2 separate regions of the Mus musculus genome follow, and region 2 is linked to region 1. Evidence: chromatin contacts called from public HiChIP or PLAC-seq data. All regions are on one chromosome and are shown on one strand. Each heading gives the region's core, a stretch centred on a gene start, on an enhancer-like site or on the middle of the called end of the contact. The rest is flanking DNA. Distances are from core to core; before and after follow the strand shown. Region 1 overlaps Sox5 (SRY (sex determining region Y)-box 5). Region 2 overlaps Gm46721 (a long non-coding RNA gene).

The links. HiChIP or PLAC-seq counts read pairs in DNA pulled down with a chosen protein or histone mark.
Region 2: a contact with region 1 is called in an H3K27ac HiChIP or PLAC-seq map of oligodendrocyte precursor cells, with 6 times the contacts expected there. The contact joins two enhancer-like sites. A contact is called at or near these places in 2 of 115 datasets of contacts at active chromatin or transcription factors (differentiating embryonic stem cells and oligodendrocyte precursor cells) and 1 of 9 other capture datasets (embryonic stem cells).

What each region holds. Positions count from the first base shown.
Region 1 is chr6:144,164,746-144,171,889 of GRCm38.p6, reverse strand. All of the region lies in intron 1 of Sox5 (SRY (sex determining region Y)-box 5), which reads left to right. Among named protein-coding and RNA genes, the nearest start is that of Sox5, 41 kb to the left of the region's middle. Within about 2 kb of position 1,924, at least 23 of the 459 cell types and tissues checked have an H3K27ac peak or open chromatin away from gene starts, as enhancers often do. A contact at or near this core is called in oligodendrocyte precursor cells, where this site is marked.
Region 2 is chr6:144,936,823-144,943,797 of GRCm38.p6, reverse strand. It overlaps Gm46721 (a long non-coding RNA gene), which reads left to right. Exons shown (of 3, transcript XR_001785412.2): 3 at 1,318-3,172. Among named protein-coding and RNA genes, the nearest start is that of Gm46721, 4.7 kb to the left of the region's middle. Within about 2 kb of position 3,882, at least 11 of the 459 cell types and tissues checked have an H3K27ac peak or open chromatin away from gene starts, as enhancers often do. A contact at or near this core is called in oligodendrocyte precursor cells, where this site is marked.

The DNA.
Region 1 (7,144 bases), core at 675-3,174:
GTCTTTTTCCAGTTAGCCAAGCCCGACGTGTCTACTTTTGTGATATAAATTTAGCTATTCTGGACAATGTACATAAGCAATGAAAGTATTTCATTCTTGGTGACCAGATGTATTCAATTACATAACACAGTGTTCTATAGATTCCTGGGCACTGTCACACAACACAGTGTTCTCTAGGTTCCTGGGCATTCTTATATCCATCGGTACCTTGCTCCTATTTGTTATAAAATAATATTCTACTATGCATATATCACATTTTTTACCATTAATCAACTTATAGATACTTGGTTTGTTTCCTCTTTTTTTGGCTATGATAAATAAGGCTGTTGAAAACCTTTGTCGACTTGTTTGCTTTGGACATGTGTTTCTCATGATTAATTTTTTCTGGAGGAGAATCATTTGTTTACATGGTGTCTTAGTGTTAGTTTAATTTTTCAGATTATTAATTTTCTGTATTTTGAAGAAAATGTTAAATGATAGCTGGTTGATCTGTGTATAGGTCAGGAGGGTCAAGCATGTTAAGCAAAGGGAAGGAGGAAAGATTGTAATGGTATACAGAAGTAAGCATCCAGGTATTTCTTTAAAGAGAGATGTCTCCCTCTATATGCATATTGTTCCTATGTATTCCATTTCATTTTGAGGACTTGGATATGACATTGGTCAGTACTGTTTTGTTTGTTTGTTTGTTTGTTTGTTTCTTATACCCTTTGATCTGTTTGTTTCATGGCAACCAAGTACTGGAAGATACTTCCTCACTTATTCCTAAACGAGTATGCCACAGGCAATAAGGAGGAATGTGAATGGCTATTTCCACACCGGCCACAGACACGGGCGATGAAGGAGGCAGCCTCTGGAAGCATTGATGGCTGGGCATTTGCTTTAAGGAAACTACTTTCTATGTCAAACATCCATTTAGTGTTGAATAGAACTGCGTGTGTATGGACACAGTAATGAGGGTTTACCCCATTTGGAAACGAAAGATCTCTGAGGTTCCTTTAAGTACAGTGCTGCTCCGGGGCTGTGGATCAATAGAGGATTTAATAATGTTCAAATATTTGTCCCAACCTCAAAGGACACCCCGAAACAGAACTAGCTTTGCATATGATACATCTTTGTCTGTACATGTCTGTTGGCTTTCACCCAGGGATTTCCTTGGTATTTAGTGTGTTTGGCTGACTCTTTAACCAATGCAGTTATGGTAGCAATCTTGGTAGGAATTTGGCTCTGGTCCTTTGTAAATAATGTCAATCTAGTATGTAAAGATAGCAAACATGAGGTTTAGAAGTACATCCTGGCATCCCCAGGACACGTCTTCAGGGTTTCTTCCCCACTGCAGTCTCATCTCACAGTTGGTAGATACTCTGTAGAGTGTCCATAGATAAACTCCCCTCTACATATGCATCCGACAAGAAGTACAACGATGTTGTCATTCAGTTTACCTCAATTATACACATTTGCATTTTTAAATAGAGTGTATCATCTTCTATAAGTCTTTAAGCTTAAATCATTAATTTGAAGCCAAGATTAGGTTGTTCAGCCATAAAAACCAGTGGTGGAGTGGTGGAGGAGAGGCAGCATTTAAGGGGTCCGGTTGATCATCTGTCCTCAAACTTGCCAGCAGCAACAAAACAAAACAAGTCCACAAAATAAAAGGAGCAAAGAAGGGAGGATCAGGGTGGGGAAGGTCGGGGAGGTTCTGGCCTTCTTGGAACACAAAGGTCTTTCAGTTGTGGGGGACAGGAATGGGGAGTTTGGATAGTGGAAAAAAATTTCCCCATGTGGTAATGAGGTTAAGGGGGGAGCAGCAATGGGTGATTACTTTTCTCCACCAAGGCTCCTTTATCCTCATAAGCTCCGACAGTGGTCAGCATGTCAGACAGCCCTCCCTGTTTTATCCGTCCCTTAACTGTGTTCTTTGGTTTATACAGCTGGGCCTTTGTTCAGCTGTGGGGGCTGTACTGGAGATGTGAAGAGACGGCAGACACAGCATCTATAACGCTGCTGCAAATGGTCAACTCTGCATGGGAAGCACAGGATTCCAGCACTTGGGTTGACATGGTCTTGTTTTTTCCTACATATTTTTAAAGAGAAAAAGAGAACTTCCTCGTTGTGTGTGTGTGTGTGTGTGTTCCATTGTGGCATTGTGTGGAAATGTGGGTACATACATGGGTTAATGAATAAAAAGTTTTGTTGACCGTATTTTAGCAACTAAGAAGAACAAACTTAGTGACATCATCATCTAAATTATAGTCTAGCCTAGCCATGTCTCTTGGAGGGACAGCATTTTGGAGAATATTCATAAACAGATGTGCTTAGCTATAAAACTAATATGGAGTGAGGGACAAAGGACAAAGTGCTTGAGACCATCTATATGACACCCTTGAAATATAACACTGGGGGGAGGGCGTTGGGAGTGAGCTCACTGATAGCCTTCCGTGTGAGCAGATATCGTTCTGACCACTTTCTGTGCTTTTACTTCCCAGAGTATTATAAAACATTGATGACTTCTTTTTAGTTTGTCTACAGTATGTACATACCCTTTGAGTTTTGATTGTGGTTCCAGGAAGGGAGTGGCCTGTCAGTGAATTCTCCACAGCTTTTTCACATTTATAGCAAAGGGCTAGGATTCCTAAGGTATGCACAGTGGCAATCTGAGCCTTCCCCCACCCCAACCCCTGCGATGTGTGCATGTGTGCGCGAGCGTGTGTGTGCGTGTGTGTGTGTGTGTGTGTGCGTGTGCGTGTGTGCGTGTGTGTGTGTGTGTGTGTGTATGTGTGTGTGTGTGTGTGCCTTTCTAAAAACAACAGGGAATGTGTTAAACCAAGAAAGATTAATGGGACGAAGAAGATAAATAGTTAAGACATAAAATGAGTTTGGAGGTCATGCTTGGAAAATAGAAAAGCTTATGGATTTAATTCATATTCATCCAAGCAGAGGGGTTTTGGCATGAAGGGGCCAATAAAGAGGCTTGGTGTCCTTCTGACACCAGTCATAGCTGCACCCTGCTGATTTGGAATTTGAGTTGATAGATGCTTGTCTGCCAGGCTGTTAGTATTCTCGTGACTATAATGTCACATTTTTTAGTTTTCCAGGGCAGGTCAGGAAATCTGAGTCTTTCAACAGTAGCTGTTGTCCTGTGGAAGACTCATGGCCTGTATATTTGTTCTTTGCTGTCTGTTTTGAATCTAACACAAACATTTCTGCTTCGTTCACTGGCTTCCTTTTTCTTTTTCTTTTTCTTTTTCCTTTTCCTTTTCTTTTTCTTTTTCTTTTTCTTTTTCTTTTTCTTTTTCTCTTTCTCTTTCTCTTTCTCTTTCTCTTCCTCTTCCTCTTCCTCTTTCTCTTTCTTTTTCTTTTCCTTTTTATTTTTCTCTTTCTCTTTTTTCCCTTCTCTTTCTCTTCTTTCCCTTCTCTTTCTCTTCCTCTCTTTCTCTCTCTCTCTCTCTCTCTCTCTCTCTCTCTCTCTCTCTCCCTCTCTCTCTCTCTCTTTCTTTTTCTTTTCCCCTTCAGTTGCACTAGACACAGCCTGCAAACAATTTTGTGTAAAGTTGGAAAGAGTGAGGTTTGCAAACTGGCCGCCATCAGCAATGCCAAGACTCCTCCTGTCAGGGTCATTTGGACTTGAAAAGGGGTAGAGGCTCATGATATGCCTATTTACTGGACTAGCCAGGGGATGGTTTGAACACTGAGACCCCCTTTCTCATTCCTGTTCCGGATTGCTCTCGGGGAGGGGGTGTGCCTTAGATGACTTAACTTGCTCAAGTTCACAATGACCCTCAGAAACAAAAGAAATTAAAGCTGGACTGGTTAATTATTTCTGTCATCATTATTAGATCCTAAATATATTAAACATGCCACAAATTTTATTTCAAGGTATATAACACACACAGAATAAGTCAGTTTTGATTATGAAACAAATTGCTATTTATTTAGACTTAGCCAGTAGTGTGAGAGGGAAGGGTTCAGCTAATAGGAGTGGGGACTCCCTTAAGAAAGCCAGAAAAGGAGATGGGAGGGGCTTCAAGAATAAGTACTCAAAGAGGTTATAATGAAGGACAAATTCATTTTTTATTTTCAGTTTCCTCTTGCAGTTTGGTGACATCCTGCAATGGTCAATGTGACTTAATCATTGCAACAAGAGAAATGATATTTATGGAGAGGACTCAACCCATTAAACCTAACTAGGTGCTCTCTCCTACCCCAGACTAATTGTTTTGTGTATATCTTTATGTGACTAGTGGTGTTCATCAGTAGAAATCTGTCTTCATTCAGGACAAATATGATAAAGAAGCAATTAAAAAGGTCCCCAGCACATGGCATGGGGCCATAGGCACACATGACCAGAGTGTGGCATGGGGCCATAGACAGATATGACCCCCACATAGGATTGGGCCATAGACAGACATGACCAGCACATGACATGGAACCATAGATAGACATGACCAGCACACGGCATGGGGCCATAGACAGACATGACCAGCACATGACATGGAACCATAGATAGACATGACCAGCACACAGCATGGGGCCATAGACAGACATGACCAGCACATGACATGGAACCATAGATAGACATGACCAGCACACGGCATGGGGCCATAGGCAGACATGACTAGCACATGGCATCTGACCGTAGGTAGGCATGGTCACATCCTGCTGAAAACACTGTGGAAATGGCATGCACTTTGAAGAGGTTAGTGCTGGTTCCTGAGGTCATGATAGTTTACCCGCTACCTATATACCCTTGGCTTTTCAGTTTTATAGGTTAGCGTAGCGCGAATCAGGAGAAGTTTGCTTCTACTTACTATTTTTCTTTAGAACAAACTCTCAAGCAAACATTTCAGAACGACGTAGTAAGCGAAAACAACCAGCACCTGACTTTTGTTAGACTAAAATGAGACGCCCAGTCCATGATGGAGGCCCTCGCTCTGGTACACACACGAGGGAGCAGGTTTACCTGATCCAGAATATATCCCTGCTTCCCTGCCGAGTTCATTCAGGGATACAACAATAGACAGAGAACAAGTCCCCTGCTCACTAGCAACTGTGTGGATGGCAGGGAGAGAGAGCCTCGTTTATAGGATTCTACAGGCAGCTTTCATGGATGTCTCAGCTGGGTGTTTGAGAATAGGTGCCCAGCTCATGCCCTTCCCTGTCCCTCCCTACCCAACTGCTAACAGCCAGGAATTTACAGATGTGACAACTATATGTGTCTGAAGAAAAAACAAAAAGCCAAGAGACTTCTGACTTTGAAATTCCTCTAAGTTTCTCTAGCCCAGAACACACAATGACGTGTGTGTCCGGCTTCTGAATCTTAGGGTTAGAAAAAAAAAATGCTGCTCAAATTAAACCAAGGCTTGGGATTTTTGTTTGGTTTGGGTCTGGCTCCTTTGAAAAGGATTTTTAATAAAAGCCTTCTGCAGCCTGCATTGGAGGAGAGAGTTGCTGCTCTCTATAGACTTTTACTTCTGCTCTCTCTGCCCTGATCATGGGGATGCGGATGCGTGGCTGTGTTGTCTGCACAGCTCTCAGACACACAAGGAGCTGGGCATCTGGGGAGACTCGGGAGCAGAGCTCCTCCACGCTGACTCAGAGGCCCACCGTATGACTCCAGTCTGGCGCTGTCACGCCTGGTTATGGAAAGGCAAGAACAATGCCTCCCTTGAGAAAGGGGGAAAAGTCCAGCGCAGTCACAATTCTGATGTAAAATTTAAATCATCCCTCCACATCCTGTGGACTTACAGCTGTCAAAAAGGCAAGACCAGACTTAAATGGGGAAAAAAAGCATCTTATTTCCTTAAAAAGTTTGCTCTCTGTGTCTATAAATATCAAACTTCCAGATCCCAGCTCCGAACGCCACATTATTCTAAGTAATTTATAAATAATCACAACAAAAGGACTGTGACATTTTTAACCTGTAGATGGCTGAGGGTTAAACTGCTGTTTCTGTGATTAATGACTGATGGGTTACAATACATCAGTTGAGTAATTCACAACAAACGACCAGTTATGGACTGGCACTAATTTTTTTTCCATTTTTTACAGCTTCTACATTTGGTCTTTTTTTTTTTCTTCTGACAACTTAAAGGGACTGTGTCTTCATCCAGGCATCTGTGTGCTCTTTAAGATAGTTAAAGGTTAGTAAGCCCAGGGTTAGAGGATTGTTTAATCAGATGTTAAGAGTTCAAAACTGGCGTCACTGACTGTGGGAGAGGAATACAATTCTAAGAATGGTTGATGATTCAAATGAAGGCAGATTTTGTTGCCCTGTCAGGTAGAAGGTGTTCATTGCCAGGTTCTTTTCTTTTTCTTTTTTGTTTTTTGCTTGCTAATGAGTAGTAGTATTGATGCTTTTAAGAAAACAATATAGATTTCTATTGAAACATTTATTGGCCCTTTCTGGATAAAAATGGCTTTGTATTTATCATGCAACCTTTTTTTTTCCAAACTCATCTTTCTTCTTTGCTGTGACAACAGAATGAATTCCTAGATATTTTCTCCATCTTAGAGAAGGAGAGATCACATCTAGTACAGATTGGTCACATTTAATAATCTCTCTACTTTCTGAGTTTCTGTTTTAGGCATTTAACACGATTTAATTTCAAACAAATATAATAAAACCTGAAGATATTTAAACTGGCAGATCCATTCAACTAAGTAAATTAGCTTTATAGAACATGTGTTATATTACTTGCAATAAAGAAATAATGTTTCTGGGGTCAGGATTTCAAGTGGCCCAGGTTGGCCTTGGACTCGCTATTAAGATGGGGCTGACCTGGAAGTCTTGCTCTTCCTGCCTGAGGATGCTGGGATGATAGGCGTTAGCTACCAGCCAGGGTAGCATCTTGTTACTCAGAGGACTTTTGGAGTGTTCACTTGCTACTAATGCTCTAATTTTGGATTAAAATGTTTGTGGTTTGTGTTATTAATGAAACAGAAAAGAATTCAGGAAGAAGGAATCCTTATTCAAAATCTTATCGTTGCAGAATAGAATCATGTTACCGCTAGCATCTTCTTTTCTTTTCTTTTCTTTTCTTTTCTTTTCTTTTCTTTTCTTTTCTTTTCTTTTCTTTTCTTTTCTTTCCTTTCCTTTCCTTTCCTTTCCTTTCCTTTCCTTTCCTTTCCTTTCCTTTCCTTTCCTTTC
Region 2 (6,975 bases), core at 2,633-5,132, 770 kb before region 1:
GGCGTTGATGGTTTCGGGGGCCACATGGAGGAGGAAAAGGGGCGTTGATGGTTTCGGGGGCCACATGGAGGAGGAAAAGGGGCGTTGATGGTTTCGGGGGCCACATGGAGGAGGAAAAGGGGCGTTGATGGTTTCGGGGGCCACATGGAGGAGGAAAAGGGGCGTTGATGGTTTCGGGGCCCACATGGAGGAGGAAAAGGGGCGTTGATGGTTTCGGGGCCCACATGGAGGAGGAAAAGGCAGCTTCTTGGAGAAGATCCTTGAACTCGCCCCTCAAGACGGGGGCTGGGGCAGGCAGGAATTCCAGGTACAGTGATCACATGAACTAAAGTTTGGGAAACACAGCCCCCCTCCCGACCTCCCCACTGTGGGACATTCCAGCCTTTCCATGAGCCGTTCACTACAGGACAAAGAGTAAGGAGGCTGCTGCCTTCTTGTGCTGCTCTTGTACCAGGCTGAGTAGTTTGCTCTCCATCTTGTATTCCTGGGCAGTAAGCAGTGAAGGCCGTGTTGCCAACAGCCTCGAGGTCTGAGTAGAGCACGTTGCCCTGTGCCTGACAGGCCAGCTGGGCCTTCAGGGTCTCGCAGCTCTTCTCTGAGCACACACTTGCTGACCTTTCTTCAGTTCATCAGCAGAACCATTCGAATTTACCAGAAATTCACTTAAGAGTCTACTTTTCTTGGAAACTCAGTGTGTCCTTTGTTGAGAGATGTCATTTATCACTTCCTGCCCCCACCCCCAACACCAATCATAGGAGTTTTCAAAGGGTGACTAGGTGGCAGTTTTGGTCCCTGAGTATCAGGAGAACAGTGGCCTCTGGGGTTTTACACCCAAGGATATACTCTAAGTGCAGTAGGCGACATGAAAAATCATACAGTGAAAGTTTCCAAAATGAGCTAAGTGCACTCCAACCTCCCCTCCGCTGCCACCTCTGCCCCTCCAGTGGCTTCAGAAGGAGGGGTGTGGGCAGGGCACAGGCTCTCATGGTTGCACACTCAGAAACTACCCCTTCACTCCTGATCTTCTGATGGAAGCCTCTAGTCTGGTGGCTGGCAGGACAGTTAGGGAGCTCTTCAGCACTCCAGGCTATCTTTTTTTTGCTTTGTTTTAGTTTCTGTGGCCCCCCAAACTCACAGCCTTGGCCTCTGGCTGCTGAAGCATGCACTAGCATGCACCTCTGCTTGGCTCTAACCCCGAACTTGCAACTCTCCAGCCAAATTGTTATTCTTTAGTGGGAGAGTTCCTGTGGGGTAGATGAGAAGTTGTCAGACTCACGAGTATGGACGCGATTTAACTCTGCCTCTCTTTTTAAACAGCCACAAGGAAAAGACTCATGCAAGTGCTGGAGACCAACCCATTCTTTACAAACGCTGATCATGAAGTCTTTCCAGGGCCCAGCCACCTGTCTGTACAGATGCTCCAGGGAACCCTGGGTCACTCTGAACATGTTTATACACAGAGTGACATGGCCCCCTCAAATTCAGTTTATTATTAAAACACAAAGCAAGAGAAAGTTGAGGAGGATCTGGAAGAAACTGGGGAAAGGAAAATGATGAAAATATATTGTATTTGTTGGTTTTGTTTGTTTTTTGAAAGAGGTTTTTCCCTATACAGTCCCTGCTGTCCTGGAACTCTGTAGACCAGGCTAGCCTTGAAGTCAGAGAGATCTGCTTGTTTCTACCTCTCAAGTATTGGGATTAAAGGTGTGCACAACCACCAGCCAGTAACTAAAAACCTGTTTAGGAAGTCAGCACACTGAGTTCTGCATTGGGCCTCCAGACCACCAGGTATTACATAGTGGTGGGGAAACTGTGGGGAGATTTATTTTATTTTATTTCCCTTTCCCTAGAAAGAGGAATATGTCTGCTATTGATTCTTAACTGAAGAAAACCACTGTCTTTCCAGAATAAACTTTATTCCCCACTCGTGACAGGAAGGTGACTAACATCTGCCACACAACCTGATCTACACCATCTCTCCACATACACACTAAAAATTGACACTCAAGTGAGGTATAAACATGTTTTTCTGGGGCTGGAGAGACAGCTTCATGGTTGAGAGTCTATACCAAGGGTCCAAGTTCAGTTCCCAGCATCCATGCTGAGTAGCGCACAGCTCCAGGAGATCCAGTCCTCTGGTCTCTGAGGTAACCAGCCCTCACGAACATACCTACCTACCCATGCAGACACATACACATAGCTAAACATAAAATAGATCTTTAAAAATGCTTTTTCATCAACTATTTTAATACTAATGTACAGCAACAGTTCCCTGGGTTCCTCAAAGCTCCACTTAATTATTATTATTATTACTACTACTACTACTACTACTATTATTATTATTATATGGGTATGGGTATTTTGGTTGAGTGTCTGTATGTGCATCACATGTGTGCAGTGTCCGAGAGGGTCAGGGAGGTCATCATATCACCTGGAACTAGAGTTACCCATTTTTATGAGGCACCGTATGGGCACTGGGAATTGAACCCAGGTCCTCTGCAAGACCCACAGTGTTCTTACATGCTGAGTCATCTCTTCAGCTCCTGAAACCCAAGTTGGGAACAGATTTGTTCTTAGCATTCTGGGGAGAGGAGGAGGAGGCGGAGGCGGAGGCGGAGGCGGAGGCGGAGGCGGAGGCGGAGGCGGAGGCGGAGTTTTCTCACCAGCGCTAACACCACACATCTCTAGCTTGAGAGTTCAAAGTCTTGAGATAGCAAGGAGCTGACACTTGAGAGTCAACTCTTTTGCAAGACTGGAAGCAGAATGGGCAGAACCAAGCTGGCTACCCTGTGCAATCATCCTGTGTCGGAACACGGTCCAAGAATGGAGTCATGGGGGGTGGGGGGAGAAAACTCCAACCAGACAAGAGACAATTGCTCTTGGAATGGGCTTTCATGCCCCGCCCAGGTGTAGCAGATTGGAGTGAGTTTGCTTCAGATTATTCACTGCAGTTGGCTATCGTTTGCTTATCGATCGTTTGCCTCTATGGAAATGCATGTTGCTTCCCCATGCAGCTTGTCCCTTTGATTATATACAGCTTGAACTCATGAGAACTTTACACAGGTGACCTTTCTTACCCCTCAGGGTATAAACTGCCAGATGCCCCGAATAAAGATGGCTGTGAATGAGGCATTCGTCCACCTCATTTTTAGGATCTATTCTCCCAGGACCTACCTCCTCTAGAGTGGTAAACCATCCCGGGTGGGGGATGGGCTTCATCAAAACACAGTGTATGAGAGTGTAAAGTTCTCAAACAATAAAGAAAACGTTTGCAGTGGTTTTCCCCGAAGATGGCTGTCCTGTGCTAGATGTCTGCCACATCTAGGCACCGATGAGAGGTTCCCAGTTGGATGTCTGCATCGTGCGCTCCTGTGGAATCTGTAGTCTGTGTCATGGCACCGGGAATTATTTCAAATTCCACAAAGGATTTAGAATCTGTGGGTGGAAATGAGAGAGAATGTGGATGCTCACAGATAAACTGTGCTTTCAGAATAAGGGCTTGAGTGTGGTGTGTGGACCACCTCCTAGTGCATTAAGTTGGACCTGCATGGGAAGACTCAAAGGTCCCCACTGATCATATAAGTGGACATTCAGGAAAGTCCGACACTCTCAGCACCATATTATTTAGCCATGCACCTCATATCTACAACCCATAATTTCAAACTTGGCTTCTTACGACAGATGGATGATTCACACAGACAATGGGAACTCCACTCAGTGGGCGCTTGATTTCATCTGCCCTGATACCAGGAGTGGGAAAGCAAGCCACACTTGGTAAAGCAAACAGGCTTCTCTCCACAGTGGGCAGAGAATACGGTTGGGCAGAGGAAACACAATATCCCCCTTTTATAGCAAGAGATCGATGCCTGCAGAAGACTTCCATTCACGCGTCCCTGTGTGCCAGAGCACAGGCTGAGACACAGCAGTGTTCCAATCCTCCCCGCTAAGTCATAGTTTCCACCCTCGATGACTTCATCCTATGAAAATAGAATTAATAGAATTCCACATGAGATGGAGGGTAGGAATTATAAGGAATTCAAAGACATATTGCGCTCAACATGCTAGATAATTGGGACATTGGGCTGGGAAAACTCACACTTCTGCGGCAAGTTCTTTTTGAGTTATTTGATAAAAAATTTTACCTCCAACTTTCCAGGAAGGTAAAAGGGGAGTATTGCTGGGATGCAAATCCATACCATGTGTTCTCTGAGCCTTATTGTTATTACTATTAAATATATTAATATTTATATTTAAATGTTGAGCTAGATCAGAGGCTTGCCTTGAGTTCTGACTACCAGTCCTGTTGTCTGCCTCCTGTTGGATTTGCTTCATTGGTTTTTGGGAGTTAGTGCAGTATTACACTGACAGCCAAGACAGTCTGAAGTTTGGGTAGAATACACAGAGACATTAGGAATAACTCCATTACTTCCAAAGAGTGCGTGAAGTTAGCTGTGAGAGCATATTCTATCTGAGAATTTGCCACGTTGCTTGGGCTGTTTGTTGTCATAGGAACTGGGGTTGGTTAGTTGGTTTACAGAGAAACCATCTACGAGGGACAAAGTTGTGGTGATCGGAAGAAAGCAGAATGCCATGTCAGGAGACTAGGGGTTTGCAGAACGTACTTATTGGCTGCCTTTGACCTTCGGGCAGTTTCTGGTGTGCCATGGTTTGATGCATTCATTTCCAGAACAGACAAGCAAGCACACAGACCTGGATGCAGAGGGAGCATTACACAGAAGCCCCCTGTTGACAAACGGGAGAGTACAGTCTTTTCATTCTGCTGGGCTCTCTTTACAGTCACACTTGTGGTGTTCAATGGCCACAGTGTTGAGATTTGCACGCCTTTTAAAAAGAGCCCAGTGAGTAAACTCTGGGAGAATTACGGCTAGAAAAATGGAGGGTCTGAGAGAGGCTGCCTGCAATTGCATTGCTGGTTCTTATAATCGATCCCTAGGAATTCATGTCTGCTTTGAGTCTGCCTACCAGAGAGGCAGTAAGGACGGAGCAGTGGCTGGCAGGGTTTCTCATAGCTAGAGCCCAGCATGCATGAGGAGGAGGCCGCAACTGCTCAAAAGAGTTCTAGAAGGAACGAGGTACAGGTGGGAGTTTTAAAATCTTGACACCCTGATAAGATTTCATCGAAGCTTCAAAGCTCGTTAAAAGAGAATAAAACAATGACCTACATTGCCAGTATTTCTTTGAAACCCTAATCTGTTGGTGAAACAGAGCAAAGCCAGCCCTCTTTTGTGAATTTAAGTAAACACGTTCTTCAGGGCCATCAAAGATTATGTTATAGCGCAAAGGCCTGCCTTGCTCTTGAGAGGCCTCCTCCAGGGTTTTGTGAGTGTTTGTGGCCATCGCATGTCTTTGAAGGAGCCACCCAAACCAAGGACTTCTGGCACTCTCCAGACTTTCACCATGAGACAAAGCAGAGTCCTGGGTTCTTGCATGTCACTCAGAGCCTTTCTTAGGGCGAGTGGCAGGTCAGTAGTTTGGTCTTGGTCTTTTGATTACAGAAGGAATTTGGAGGATCAGAGAACTAAGGAGTGAGGAAGCTTGACCGACAGTTCTTGATCCTTGACAAAGTCAGTCAGCCTGGTCAGTAGAGGAGCAGAGAGCGGAGGCTGCATTGCCGTGCAGTGTGTCAGAGCATTGCGTGGCCATGCAGTCTTTTGCAGTGGCAGTCACAGAACCTGTGACCTGAGCTGAAGTGGAGGATGTCAGCGTGAGTCTTGAAGTTACAGAGTTGAGTGTTCTTCTAAGAGAGCCCTCCCTTGTCTCTGAATCGCAGTTGCCCTTACGCTCTGTGAATGCTCCCACCAGGACAGAGACTCCATCATATTAGAGGCCTCTCTGTATTCTTATGGCCTCCTTTCCCATCAAAGACTCAGTTTTATTTTTAATTGTGCCGTCCATGTGCTGTGAGGGCAGGTGTACACATAAGCACTGAGCCACCTCTCCGTTCCCCCTGTGGCACCCCTAAAGCTGGGAATTCTATTGAAAATAGGTCAGCAATAGAAACCAGGTGCTCTCTGTTTCTCTGTAACTAATAATTTCTGAATCTGTGATGTTGAACACCAGGCTGGAGACCCAGAAACAATTGGTGATGTTGTACAGACGAGCGGGCAGCCTGCCGACATGGTTCCTTTTTATTTGGGAGAGGTCAGCATGAGTGTGTGCATGCATGCGTGTGTGCATGCATGTGTGTGCATGGATGTGTGTGTCTGTGAGGACAGAGGTCAACCTCTGCCCTCTTGCTGCAGAAGCTTCCTCAGTAAACATCGTCCTTGTTTTTCCAGACAGGAACACTCAGTGGCCTGGAACCCAATAGCTTGGTTATGGTGGCTGGACAGGAATCCTAGGAATCCTTTTGCCTGTCTCCACCTCCCCAGCATGGGGATTACAGGAGGATGCCATAACACAGCTTTGTAATGTGATCCCTAGGGATCCAGTGCTTGCACAGTGAGTTCTTTATCCCCGGAGTGGCCTGCTGTGCGGTCAGTGCCTTCAACGGAACAGAGAAGAACCACTCGCGTGGTGGATGGTGATTTGCTTTCCTGAGAACCTAGTGATTAAGATTAGAAAGTTCTTTATAGAAACTTATAGAATGATGCTCGACTCACCATCTAGGTGCTGAAGTCCAGGCGAATTAACACTTAAAACTGATCATTGTAGAGTGACTAAAAACAGGGTAAGAGTTGGGGTGGGTGATTCCCCAGGGATGCTGAGTGCTGGGACACTTATAGCATTTGGGACCTGGGGAAACACATCTTGGCCCTTTTTACTGGTAACGAGAAGATGTCTAAAAGCCACTTTGGGCAGATTTTGTACCTCAAAGAAGTCAGTGTCATGGGCAGAAGGCAGGCAGGATGGAGATTCATGTCGGGAGATGGCTGGTAGAGAATGTACACAGGTCTGCGAGCCCACCAACCACTGGCTCTCTGTTTGAAGTAACCATTTCCAAATGGGGCCAGT